Regions from separate parts of the Sus scrofa genome. Here all the other regions are linked to region 2. Evidence: chromatin contacts called from public HiChIP or PLAC-seq data. All regions are on one chromosome and are shown on one strand. Each heading gives the region's core, a stretch centred on a gene start, on an enhancer-like site or on the middle of the called end of the contact. The rest is flanking DNA. Distances are from core to core; before and after follow the strand shown. Region 1 overlaps LOC106506503 (a long non-coding RNA gene). Region 2 overlaps LOC110257260 (a long non-coding RNA gene). Region 3 overlaps LOC106506502 (a long non-coding RNA gene).

Evidence for each region. HiChIP or PLAC-seq counts read pairs in DNA pulled down with a chosen protein or histone mark.
Region 1: a contact with region 2 is called in an H3K27ac HiChIP or PLAC-seq map of skeletal muscle, with 4 times the contacts expected there. The contact joins two enhancer-like sites. A contact is called at or near these places in 1 of 47 Hi-C or Micro-C datasets (fetal skeletal muscle) and 1 of 2 datasets of contacts at active chromatin or transcription factors (skeletal muscle).
Region 3: a contact with region 2 is called in an H3K27ac HiChIP or PLAC-seq map of skeletal muscle, with 7 times the contacts expected there. The contact joins two enhancer-like sites. A contact is called at or near these places in 2 of 47 Hi-C or Micro-C datasets (embryonic fibroblasts and liver) and 1 of 2 datasets of contacts at active chromatin or transcription factors (skeletal muscle).

What each region holds. Positions count from the first base shown.
Region 1 is chr16:37,049,475-37,053,156 of Sscrofa11.1, forward strand. The region is part of intron 1 of LOC106506503 (a long non-coding RNA gene); the gene reads left to right. Among named protein-coding and RNA genes, the nearest start is that of PLK2, 250 kb to the right of the region's middle. Within about 2 kb of position 2,222, at least 12 of the 83 cell types and tissues checked have an H3K27ac peak or open chromatin away from gene starts, as enhancers often do. A contact at or near this core is called in skeletal muscle, where this site is marked.
Region 2 is chr16:36,743,517-36,747,159 of Sscrofa11.1, forward strand. All of the region lies in intron 2 of LOC110257260 (a long non-coding RNA gene), which reads left to right. Among named protein-coding and RNA genes, the nearest start is that of MIR9799, 6.5 kb to the left of the region's middle. Within about 2 kb of position 1,980, at least 23 of the 83 cell types and tissues checked have an H3K27ac peak or open chromatin away from gene starts, as enhancers often do. A contact at or near this core is called in skeletal muscle, where this site is marked.
Region 3 is chr16:37,139,622-37,143,101 of Sscrofa11.1, forward strand. The region is part of intron 3 of LOC106506502 (a long non-coding RNA gene); the gene reads right to left. Among named protein-coding and RNA genes, the nearest start is that of PLK2, 160 kb to the right of the region's middle. Within about 2 kb of position 2,175, at least 7 of the 83 cell types and tissues checked have an H3K27ac peak or open chromatin away from gene starts, as enhancers often do. A contact at or near this core is called in skeletal muscle, where this site is marked.

The DNA.
Region 1 (3,682 bases), core at 972-3,471, 310 kb after region 2:
ATTAAGTTCATGTTAAATTTTCCTATAAATAGGAGTTTGTGGCCCAAGATTCATGCATATACATCTACAGTGTAAATGAGATGTTTCTCCCAAATTCAGAAAATGGCAATACTACTAAAATTAGTGGTAATTAAGAAATGTCACATAAGCTTTTCCCACAGCCTATACAGCATTTCATTGCCCTTCTTAGAACACTTTAATCTACCATCATAATATAAAAGATGAGAAATGGGATCATTGGGATGGCTAGCACATACCTCATTTTGTGTACAAAGAGACCTGACCCTGAGCTGCTTTGTAAGTAAATCTTATAGCTGAAAATCAACTACAAGTAGAAATAACCAACCAATGTGAAAGCTTTCTCCTTTGTTAAAACGTGGTTTTATTTCCGTATCATAAAAGTTAGCTAGATGAATATTGTTTGGGGGCATATACTTTGTGCTTAAGTTGGCAGAGAAGAATATAAAGTGCTTAGGGCAAACATACAGGCAAATAATTCAAATCATCAATGGACGTGGGACACGTATCAGTCACCCAATTTTCTAGGAGTTTAAAAAACAAAAACTCTTAATAGGAGAGATGAGTAGAAAAATTCCTATTTTGAGAAGATTCCAGAAATACACTAATGATTAAAGTTTTGAAAATATGTAATGCTACTGAGGCCAGCAAGACTCTCCATCAATAGTCATCCACTTGATGTGGCTTCTTGTGAAGTTAAAAGTAATAGCCAGAAAGCTTACCCCACTGTCCTACACTCCTCACATATCAGCACCATCTGGCTTGCTGAAAGGGGGAAGGAGTCCTAGCTCCTACAATATTTAATAAGTTATTTTCATGGTGCTATTGATGACCCTTCCAAATTCACATGGATATCACAGTAAATGTTACACAGTCTGTTATTGATTCAAATGGGATTCTGGATCTTACTGTGGATTCACCATAATTAATACCTACCATAATCATAGACAGCAACAATAAGCAGCGTACAATAGAGTGCTGAATAAAAGAGAATTTCTAGGGCATGACTTTATTCTAGAACCAAATATACACTAAACTTTTAAAATGGAAGAACAGCAAAATGACAAAAGTGCACAAACTTTGGACCCAGACACTCTGGGTTCCTGTCTCAGCTGGTTGCTTGCTAGTGAATCCAGGCAAGCTACTCAATACTCGGTGCCTCATTGTCCTCATCAGAGCAAATGAAGATACCAGTAGTACCCCCCACAGAAGGCTGCCTGAGAATTAAATGAATTATTGTATGGTAAATGTTTAGCATCAGGAGGAGCACATAACAAATGACATGAAAACATTAATGATTATCGACAATGAGAAAAGATGACCTGTGGTCCAGATTCTCCTTTTAAAAACCATATTTTAAAATAACCATTCTCTCAATATTAAAGTAAGAGCTAATTGAGGTCTTACCATTTAATAGATCCTGTTAAAAGCAGTGCACATGTTTTAGTTCATTTAATAAAGGAGATTTCTAGTGAAATACTCTAACTTAGATAGAAATAAAAGATTTCTCCATTAAACTTAGGTAGAAATAAAAGATTTCTCCATTTAACTTAGGTAGAAATAAAAGATTTCTCCATTCAAATTTTTTTATTTAAAAATTAGCACTTATGGAGATAATCAGCTCCTGAGACATATGTCAAAGTTCCACTAATCAAAGTTGGGATTAAAAAATAGCCTTTATGAAGTGCAGAGATGATACATTGAATTAACTATGTAGTATACAATTAGAAATTCCTACTGTTCAAGATCAAAGCTAGTACAGTCTCTTTAACTACTAGAAAGGCTATTTTAAATGCAGGCCAGACAGGATCCAAGCTAATTTAGGGTCAAATTAAATCACATTCACTCCAAAACCAAAAGGCATGCCTATTACCCCTTTCTCCTTTACATACAAGAATATCTCAATCTGTTCTTGTATCAGCATAATTAGCAACTTATGTCACCCTGGTGCTGAGATAAATACTAATTAAAGAACATTTTTGTGCTATTAAACACTCGCCTCTCAAACCAGCACTTCGAAATGCGTTATCACCTGGCTCTATAAAAAGGAAGCTAGGGTAAATACTTGCCTCTACCCTAATGCACGCTTCTTTTGCATAGAAACCCCTTTGTAAATATAGCTCACAATTGTCAATATGAAGCACAGGGAAATGAGTTTCTGTGAAGAAAACAGTACTGTTTGCTTATTCCCACAGATCCGGCGATTCTGTGCATGCAGTGACAGCTGGCCATTCCACAGTGGACAAAAACATTTCCCTCTGGCATGTTCTCTTCACTGGACTGTGTTGAACAGAGGCCAAGTTCACTTTATAGCTATTTCAAGGGCAGACTTGATTATTTCAAGTGCTCTAACAATATTTGCTTTTCTAAGGGAGCACTACATGATACTCAATCTTGGTTGGCTCACAGACTTATACCTACAAAATCTCTACAAGCTGGGCAAACTTTCATAATTACAAAACACACACTCTTGCCATCCAGAAGCCTTAACAAAACAACTCAAAAACAATGTCCTTTTTTTTTCCATTTCCTTCGATATAAACTTCCTCAGAGCACACTCGGGTTTCTTGATAGCAGAAGGAGGTTAAATAAATGTTGAAAACAAACCATTAGACTGGCAGGGGTGAATTTTTGAATGGCCTCCAAATTCCAGCATGACCATTTCTTTCTGATGTGCCCTTTTAAATCCTAGGATATTAAAGCAGTTGGTAAACATTAACTCAGATCCTCTTAAACATCTTTCTGGGTGGCAGATGTCTGAGCTCACAAGTAGGAAAGTGTGCTTGCTGACAGACCTTCTCTCTGCAAATCATGGCTAATTCCTGGCCCTATCCCAGTCAGATGGGGAGGTGCATTTCCAAGTTTCACAGGGGACTGTCTCTGCTGTGAAGCTAGAGCTCAAGTACCAGGGTCAGGGCCTGCTGCATCCTCGATGCTCAATGTACCTTTGCTGCATGAATGAAACTCTTCCCTCTTGTTGCTTCTTTGGCAGTGTCACTTAAAGTTTAAAACAAGAACAGGATTCAAATAGGAAAAAGTCTTTTTAAAAAAATCTTCTGAATGTCAATTACATTCATGGAAGAATTTGTTCAACTGAGTTTAAAGAAACTAGGTTCAATTTCCTCTATCCCTCAGATTTAATGAGATATAATTGACAAAAGTGTGCAGTATGATTTGATGTACATATGCATTGTGAAAGGATTCCCCCTCAAGTTTGTTAACTAATATACCTGTCACCACACATATTTCTCATTTCTGTATGAGAGAGAACATATTTAAGAAAATTTCAATTACACAATACAGGATTATCCAACTATACCCTATACTGTGTTATATACTATATCCTGAGACCTTATTCATTTTATAACTGAAGTTTGAACCATTTTTAAAAATATTCACATAAGTGATACCATGTAGGATTTATCTTTTTCTGTCTGGCTTATTTCCCTCAGCATAATGCCCTCTAGATTCATCAGGTGCTGCAAATGACAGGTTTACCTTTTTAAGGCTGAATAATAATCCATTGCATACATACACTGGATCTTCCTTTTTTTAGGGCTGCACCTGTAGCATGTGGAAGTTCCCAGGCTAGGGCTCCAATTGGAACTGCAGCTGCCAGCCTACACCTCAACCCCAGCAATGCCAGGTCTGAGCTATGTCTGTG
Region 2 (3,643 bases), core at 730-3,229:
TGTTAGAAACTTTGTGATAAAGTGGAAGCACCACACATATGAGCAAACTTCCAGTGATGTGTGTGACTGCCAAGTTGAGCTCTCTGAGTTTTAGTTTATTATCAGTAAAACGAGAATAACATTTACCTCGCAGGGCTGTTGTGAAAATGAGAGATGATGTTTAATAAGTACTTGACAAATGCCCAGAATGTAGATGGTTTTAAATAAAAATAATTTTTATCCATTGATGCTGTGACCCACTTGTAAGTGGTCTTACATAGTCTGCTGAGGTCTTAGGCTGATTTTTGTCCCCATTGATAAGTAACATGGAGTAGATGTTACTGCTTAAGAGAGGAAGTGAGTCAAGGTCTTGGCTCCACGTATGAATAGAGAGGCAGCTCTGTCCCAGGAATTTGGGAAGACCCTAAAGGACATTAACCCCTCTTTGCACAATTTTGCCTCCATACAGTCTCTGTGGGCCTTAGATCCTCCCCAACCTCACTTAGCTGATTGAAAAGTTCTGCTGCTGAGAGAAAATGTGGAGAAGCATGGCTGGTGGTTTCCCTCAACTTTGGGAAATGCCAAGCCCTCTCAGCTTAGAGGGATTCGAGTGTAACTTTTTTGCTGACATTCTGATATTCTCAAGGTGTTTTTTTTTTTTTTTTTTTTTTTTTTTTCAGCTGAGGTTGTGGCAGGCATGAAGAAATTCCTGCATTAGGGATAGAACATGTGCCACAGACAGTGGATCCTTAACATGACAACATGGACCCTTAACTGCCAGGCTATCAGGGAACTCCCCCTCTCAAGTCCTTATGTTAAGAATTGGGCAGGACACTGAGGGATGGGGAGCAGGAAAAGGAGAGCTGAAGGCTTTCCCTGAAGCCAGTCTTCAGGGGTTCAGCCAAGTTGGAATCCTTTGGAAAATGAGTTCCCTCTTGGCAGAGAAAAAAAGCCCATCTTTTCTTAGATTTCCATCAACAATAAACTTCTCTGTCATCTCAAGGAAAATGGATCACTTGGCACTTCAGAGATTTTACCTGAAGGAAGATAATTTCTTGACATTTTTTATGCTTTAAGAGCTAAAAGCTATTTTGCAGCTATAAAATTGATAATGTATTCATCTCCCAGAGCAATGAATTTTTCATCTTAACATTGAGCCTAGACCAAAACTGTGTCCTCTAGAGGTCACCAGTGCACCAGATTTGAAGGCCATGGAGGCCTCCAAAACACTGAGGAAGGGCCAAGGGGGTCCCACTCATATCTGAGGCAGGAGAAAATACTGCAAATAAATTATCACAGCAGCTGCAGGTAGTCTCTCAAGAAATAGGAAATCTTGTTCCAAATAGAGCCTTTTTATTGATTTTTCTTGGTTTATTTTGGCTCTCCTCTGTACCCATCTAACTGGAGGAAACCCTTAGAATGGTTAAATGCTTCCTCATCCAAAGGCTTAATTTTGGCACTCAGGGAAGACATATTTCTGCATGGGAGAAACACTGATGTGGAAATTAACTCCTTTAGCCTGCCTTAAATGAGTGTTACTGTCAGTGGTGCTCTGGCTCAGGAGGAAAGACTCTCCTCATCACGCTGTCTTCAGAGGGCATGGGTGAAAAGCATGGGAGGCAGCCCCTTAATTAACTGTTATATAATCCCCGCATTGCTTTACATGGGAGAACACCAGCTCCAGTACTTATATCTCTGCAGATAAATCAGAAACTGCACTGAAAGGGATCATGGTGGTAGTCAAAACAGACCTCTCCTTTGGAAAATCTATCAGCCAAGAAGACGGCAATCTGGAGGTCCTCATGGGACTTTTCTTAGCTGGTTTGCCTAGTTCATTTTTCTTATGCTTTAATCTCTTGTGAAGTGAATTGTCTCCCTCGGAGAAAACTTGCTTTGAGAACAATATGGTGCCTTGGCCTCTGGATTGAACCAGGGAGTAAGCCACATGCTGACGAGAGCCTGGGACATGTTGTGGCATAACCTGCTGCCTGCGGCCTGCGTTGCTCAAGCTGTGACCTGGGAGTCACCACCAGTGGATCACAGCATTGTTCCTGCTGCTCTGGCTGCTCTCCAAGGAAAGGAATTCCTCCATCAAGACTTTCCCAGGGTCCAGGCACTTGCCAGCAGCTGACCCATCAGGAAATCGCCTCTCCCTTCTTCCTTCCCACATTCCTTCCTGAGCATTCCCAGCCCAAGGTGTGGCCAACCCTCAGATGATCTGCGGCTGTTGATTGACAAGAAAACAAAACCTTCCTCTAGATAAGGAACATCACAGAGCTATAGGAAATCTATTTGTTCTGGGTGGAGCTTGCTTTCTTTCTCTTTTTGTTTTTTTTTCCTCAAGGTCTACATTGCTGACTGTGTAGTTTCTTATCATTTCTTTAGGATGCAGGGAACAGTCAGTCGTTAAACAATGAGCTGTGTTTGGTTAACTTTATTGATAATTCACAAAGAAGTAAAACACTTTGTTCTAGAGAGTTAATGGTGATCTTTCTCAGGGCTATGATATATTTTTCTTTAGCACAACAAAGGACAAAGGCAAGTTTTCATTACAATTCAATCTGAACTGTGTTCTTTAAATGTCTGGTGCCCCTTTAAATGCTGCAGAGATGTGGGAGTTGTGCAAAGGTTGTCACCTGTCGGTCATTCTGGAGAATCCTTCAGCATAGCTGATATCCTAGGAGAATTGCAGAGTATCAGGCCATGTTTAAGCTCAATCAGGTTGAGAATAGTTCCACTAGCCTCCTGTCAATGTGGGGGCAGACATAGAGCTTTCCTAGCACTCTACAGTTTTATTGTGGGTTCCAGTTGTATGACTGTGAGGAAGTCTTTCATCTCAGTGCTCTTATTTGTAGAATAAAAGCATTGGACATGATCAGCTCCACTAAGGTCCATTTTGAAAATGTCTACTCAGAGACTAAGGCTGTTTAGTCAAGGGCCAGTTAGACCTTAGCAAGTATGTTAGTCTCTCAGGGCTGTTGTAATAGCATCCTAAAAACTGGGTGACTTAAAAAAAAACAAATTTTCTCACAGTTCTGGAAGCTAGACATCCAGAGTCAAGGTGTCAGGAGTGCCATGCTCTCTGATGGCTCCAGGGGAGAAGTCTTCTTTGCCTCATTTATCATCTGCTGTTTCCTGACACTCCTTGGCTTATAGATGTATCACTCCAGTCCTATCGCCGCCTTCTCTCTGTGTGTCTCCTCAGGTGTGAGGGGCAGTGTCTGGGTCCAAATTTCCTCATTTATAAGGACATCAGTCATACTGGATTAAGGCCCACTGTACTTTTATAAAGACCCTATTTCCTAATATGGTCACACTCTGAGATACTAAGAGTTTCAGACTTTCACATGTCTTTTGGTGGGGAGGTGAGAATTCAACTCAGAACAGCAAGCAACTAGATGTCTCTGCTGTGTATCTTCTCTTTGACCTCTAGGTCCATTCTTCATGTAACTTTGTGCCCTGAGGTGCCTGCATGGGTCACACCAGGGACCCCTTTGTCCTCTGGCTGTCAGTTAGTCAGTGGCAAGGGATAGGATGTGAGGGAAGAGTGGGATGGCACTTGGGTATTTATTCCCCTGAGGATGGGAGGCTATTAGCACATCTGGCTGTGCCCTGTAAGGAGACCCTATCCATGTAGATTTCTTTATATCTGGGGACACTTAAG
Region 3 (3,480 bases), core at 925-3,424, 400 kb after region 2:
AAGAGTAAGCCAGTACCTAAGCCTCCTTCATCTATGTAGGCCACTTGCAAAGTAAGAAAAGAGTAAGGGAGAATGATCAGAATATTTCTTCTCTAACGATATACATGCACCATTTCAGTCATTGCAGAACTTCATTGGAAAAGGTGAGGAGGAAGGAAAGGTGTGTTATTAAAATAATCAACTTGGCTCCTGTAAGGGAATAGCCCCTAAATCTCAATGTCTTAGCACAGATGGATGTTTCCAGTCACATCAAGGAAGGAGAAGTGGGGCGCTCTGTGCCAAGGTCATGTCCAGTGGCCGATTAAGAGAAAAAGTTTAGAGTCCAGACCTGGAAATGTTGCATATCAGTCCCCCCGCATTCATTGTCCAGAAAACCAAAACCTTCTCCATCAGCAGAGGGATGGGTTAATGTAGTTGAGCTATTTCTAAAAAGAGAAAAAAGCCAAAATTCTCTCACAGAAAGAAAGTAAAAGTTCAGGAGGAAAAAGGGAAGGGAAAATTAAAATAAAGGGAGAAGTTGAGGAAGCACTGAGATGTCTGCCCCCTCTGGGGTCCCTCTTACCTAAGGCTTCTCTTACCCTAGATTATCACATAGCTGAAGAATGGAATGCGTGTATAACTATGGAACATGTGCATAAAGATGTACACACATATACGTGTCAGTTCCAGTCTTCATCTGTGTGTGTGTGTATATAGGGCAGAGATGGGGTCAGGTATGAAAAAGAGCATAAGATATTTAAAAATACATTTACATAAGCTATATATTTCCTTTTCACACTGATTTCTTGTCATATTCAAATTATTTGGGCTTTGCACTGCATACACATCTGCAAACAGGCCATTTCCTTTCACTGTCTTTTCCTTAGGGGCACAGAATGTGTTTTCCATCTATTCCAGTTAGAAAAAAAAAAAAAAAAGTAACACATTCTAATCTGTTTTCATCCCACCTCTTTATCTTTTTTCCCTTATCTTCCAGCCAACTGCTACTATTTGTTTAAAGATCTAGGCAAATTCTCTCAGCAACTTGTACTTATTTCTATGACAGCACTTTTGAATGGTAATTATTTTGTTTGTGTCCTTGGCTCCCTTGCTGAAGAGTTTCCTGAAGATCAGCTCTTCTTGTACATTCAGCGCTTCACAGAGCCCCCTGTATATAAGAGTGAGTGTGTCCATATAAACTACTGACCAAACAGGGACATTTTGGAGTGAAGGGGTGAGGCACTAATGATTATGTGAAATAGTAGGAGGAAACCAGAGCTATCTCTGGAAAATAGAGACATTCTATAGATATATGTTGAACAAGAATATACACTCTATTTTAGCAATGCTTTTTTTTTTTTTAATCTGATTTTGCTTCATCTTGTATCCCCATTTCTCAAAACCATGACTGGCATCTAGTTTGTGTACAATAGAGATTTGTTAACTAGATGAAGGACTGGAAGAAAACAAAATAGGTGGCAGTTCTACAAGTCCCAGTCTAAAAACCCTTTCACCATTTTTTTCTCACTTTTTCACCCAGTGTGCACCTTCAATAGCTTTGCCTAATGCGGTAGACCTCCATACTGTTTTTCCATACCTCTACCAGGACACAAAGCTTCCCCTCAGATACATCATGGCACTAAATTCTTAAAATAGGAAACTAACTTGCTGCAGCAACCAAGCTATTTTGATTCAGAGATTTCGTCAAAGTGATTGAGGTATCATCACATTAGATTCAAGTCCCCAGGCCAAGAGTTTTCTTTAAACCATCCTGACATTTCTCCCCTCCTAGATGTGGGCACAGGAGCAGTGGGAAGCAAAGTAAATTTCTGTCCCAGAAGCAGCTGTGCTAGAGAGGGATGACGTAGTGTGGCACAAGGGACATTTGAGGCCATTATAATCAGAGGAAGAAGGGGAGGGGCTGATGGGGTTGGGAAGGACTCTACTGTATTCAACTGAGTCATCACCCCAAAGAATCTGAGGCCAGAAACTAGAGACGGTGTATTTGGGGGAGTGGGGGCTGGTGAGGGTAAGGACGAGCTGGCTTAGAGTCTTTTGGAAACATCATGGAGGGCTTTGGTGAAGCCACTCAAGAATCGTGGGATGGGTTATTTTTCAGGTCAAGGTTAGGAAGGTCTTGGAGCTGAGGCCACTTGCCCAAGCAGGAAACCCCTCCTGGGAAGTGCACATCCTCCCCTTTCTGGGCGGTTGTGACGCAGCAGCGGCGCAATCTTCCATGCCCTAATTAGCGCTCTTGGTGTGACAAGGGAGGCTCCCGTTCTCAGGTTTCCTTTCTGTGTTGTTCTACAGATGGTTTCACGGGAGGACCACAAACTCAGCTCCTCTTCAATTTTGTTGAAGAATATCAGTAAATTGCAATTGTTCAGAATCAAAATTTCATAAACTTGGCTGCAGACTAGTTGTGATGCAAAAACAATCGCAAAAGGTTTTGCCTTATTGCTTTATTGACACAGCCTTCCTGTCCCCACATCTTGCTTCCTCTCAGGAAAGTGGGACGTGTTGGATGATTTCCCAGCTTCTATTTGGAGAGGAAGTCTGCAGGTTTTCCACCATCCAGCCCCCGCCAATCTCCCCTCGCCTAGGAACACCTGCAACCAAAGGCTATGCCCGGGCTCTTTTGTGCATTTGCAGCTATCAAAATAAATGAGCCATCTTGGATGGGGAAATTACATCTCTTTTCAGAGTAACTGCATTCCCCACTCCCCATGTATGCACAAAGACACATGTGCCCTGATGTTATGCACATTGCCTATGACTAGAATTACAAGTCAGGCATTTTGCATCCCAAACCAGTGTCAACAAATATCTCTACAGACCTTCTAAAAGACCTCATGTACTGGCAGCTTCTCCTTGGTGCATCCCATTTGTTTTGCACTGGGTAAATTCTTCAGCTCACATAATAATGGAAAACAGGAGAACTGCCTGCCTCTTGTCTTCAGACTTATCACTAATGCAATGCTAATAATTCTTCCTGGGTACAAGTCCTTTTCTCAGACACTCATTCACTCCCATCCCAGGCACCTGTCTCAGAAGCCAGCATTCTACAGAGAAACTGGGCTCCTTGCCCACTTCCCCATCCTCCTAGGCCTCTACAGTTGGTGCCGACACCAGGGAGCTTATGACAGCTTTATGCTCAACCTGAGACTCAACTTGGGGTTTGAGAGTATGCTGTTTTTTAGATGGATGCTCATCTATTGCTAATTATTTGCAACCCTGGCTTTGAAAATGGAAATAGTCATTTGAAATTCCTTTGATGTAAAAACAACAAAGAACACAAATCCACAGGCCAAAAGACTGATCCTGAGATGCAAGGCTCCCTGCCACCTCACTACCACTCAGATGTGTCTGCTTGGGGCTTGTAGCTGTGCTGGCAATGGTGGCAGGAGAGGTGTAAGTGTGAGGATAATAGGCCTGTGTGTGTGAAGGCAGATTGTTCCATGGTACAGAACCTAGCTCCATTCTGGAATTTTCTTAGGCACC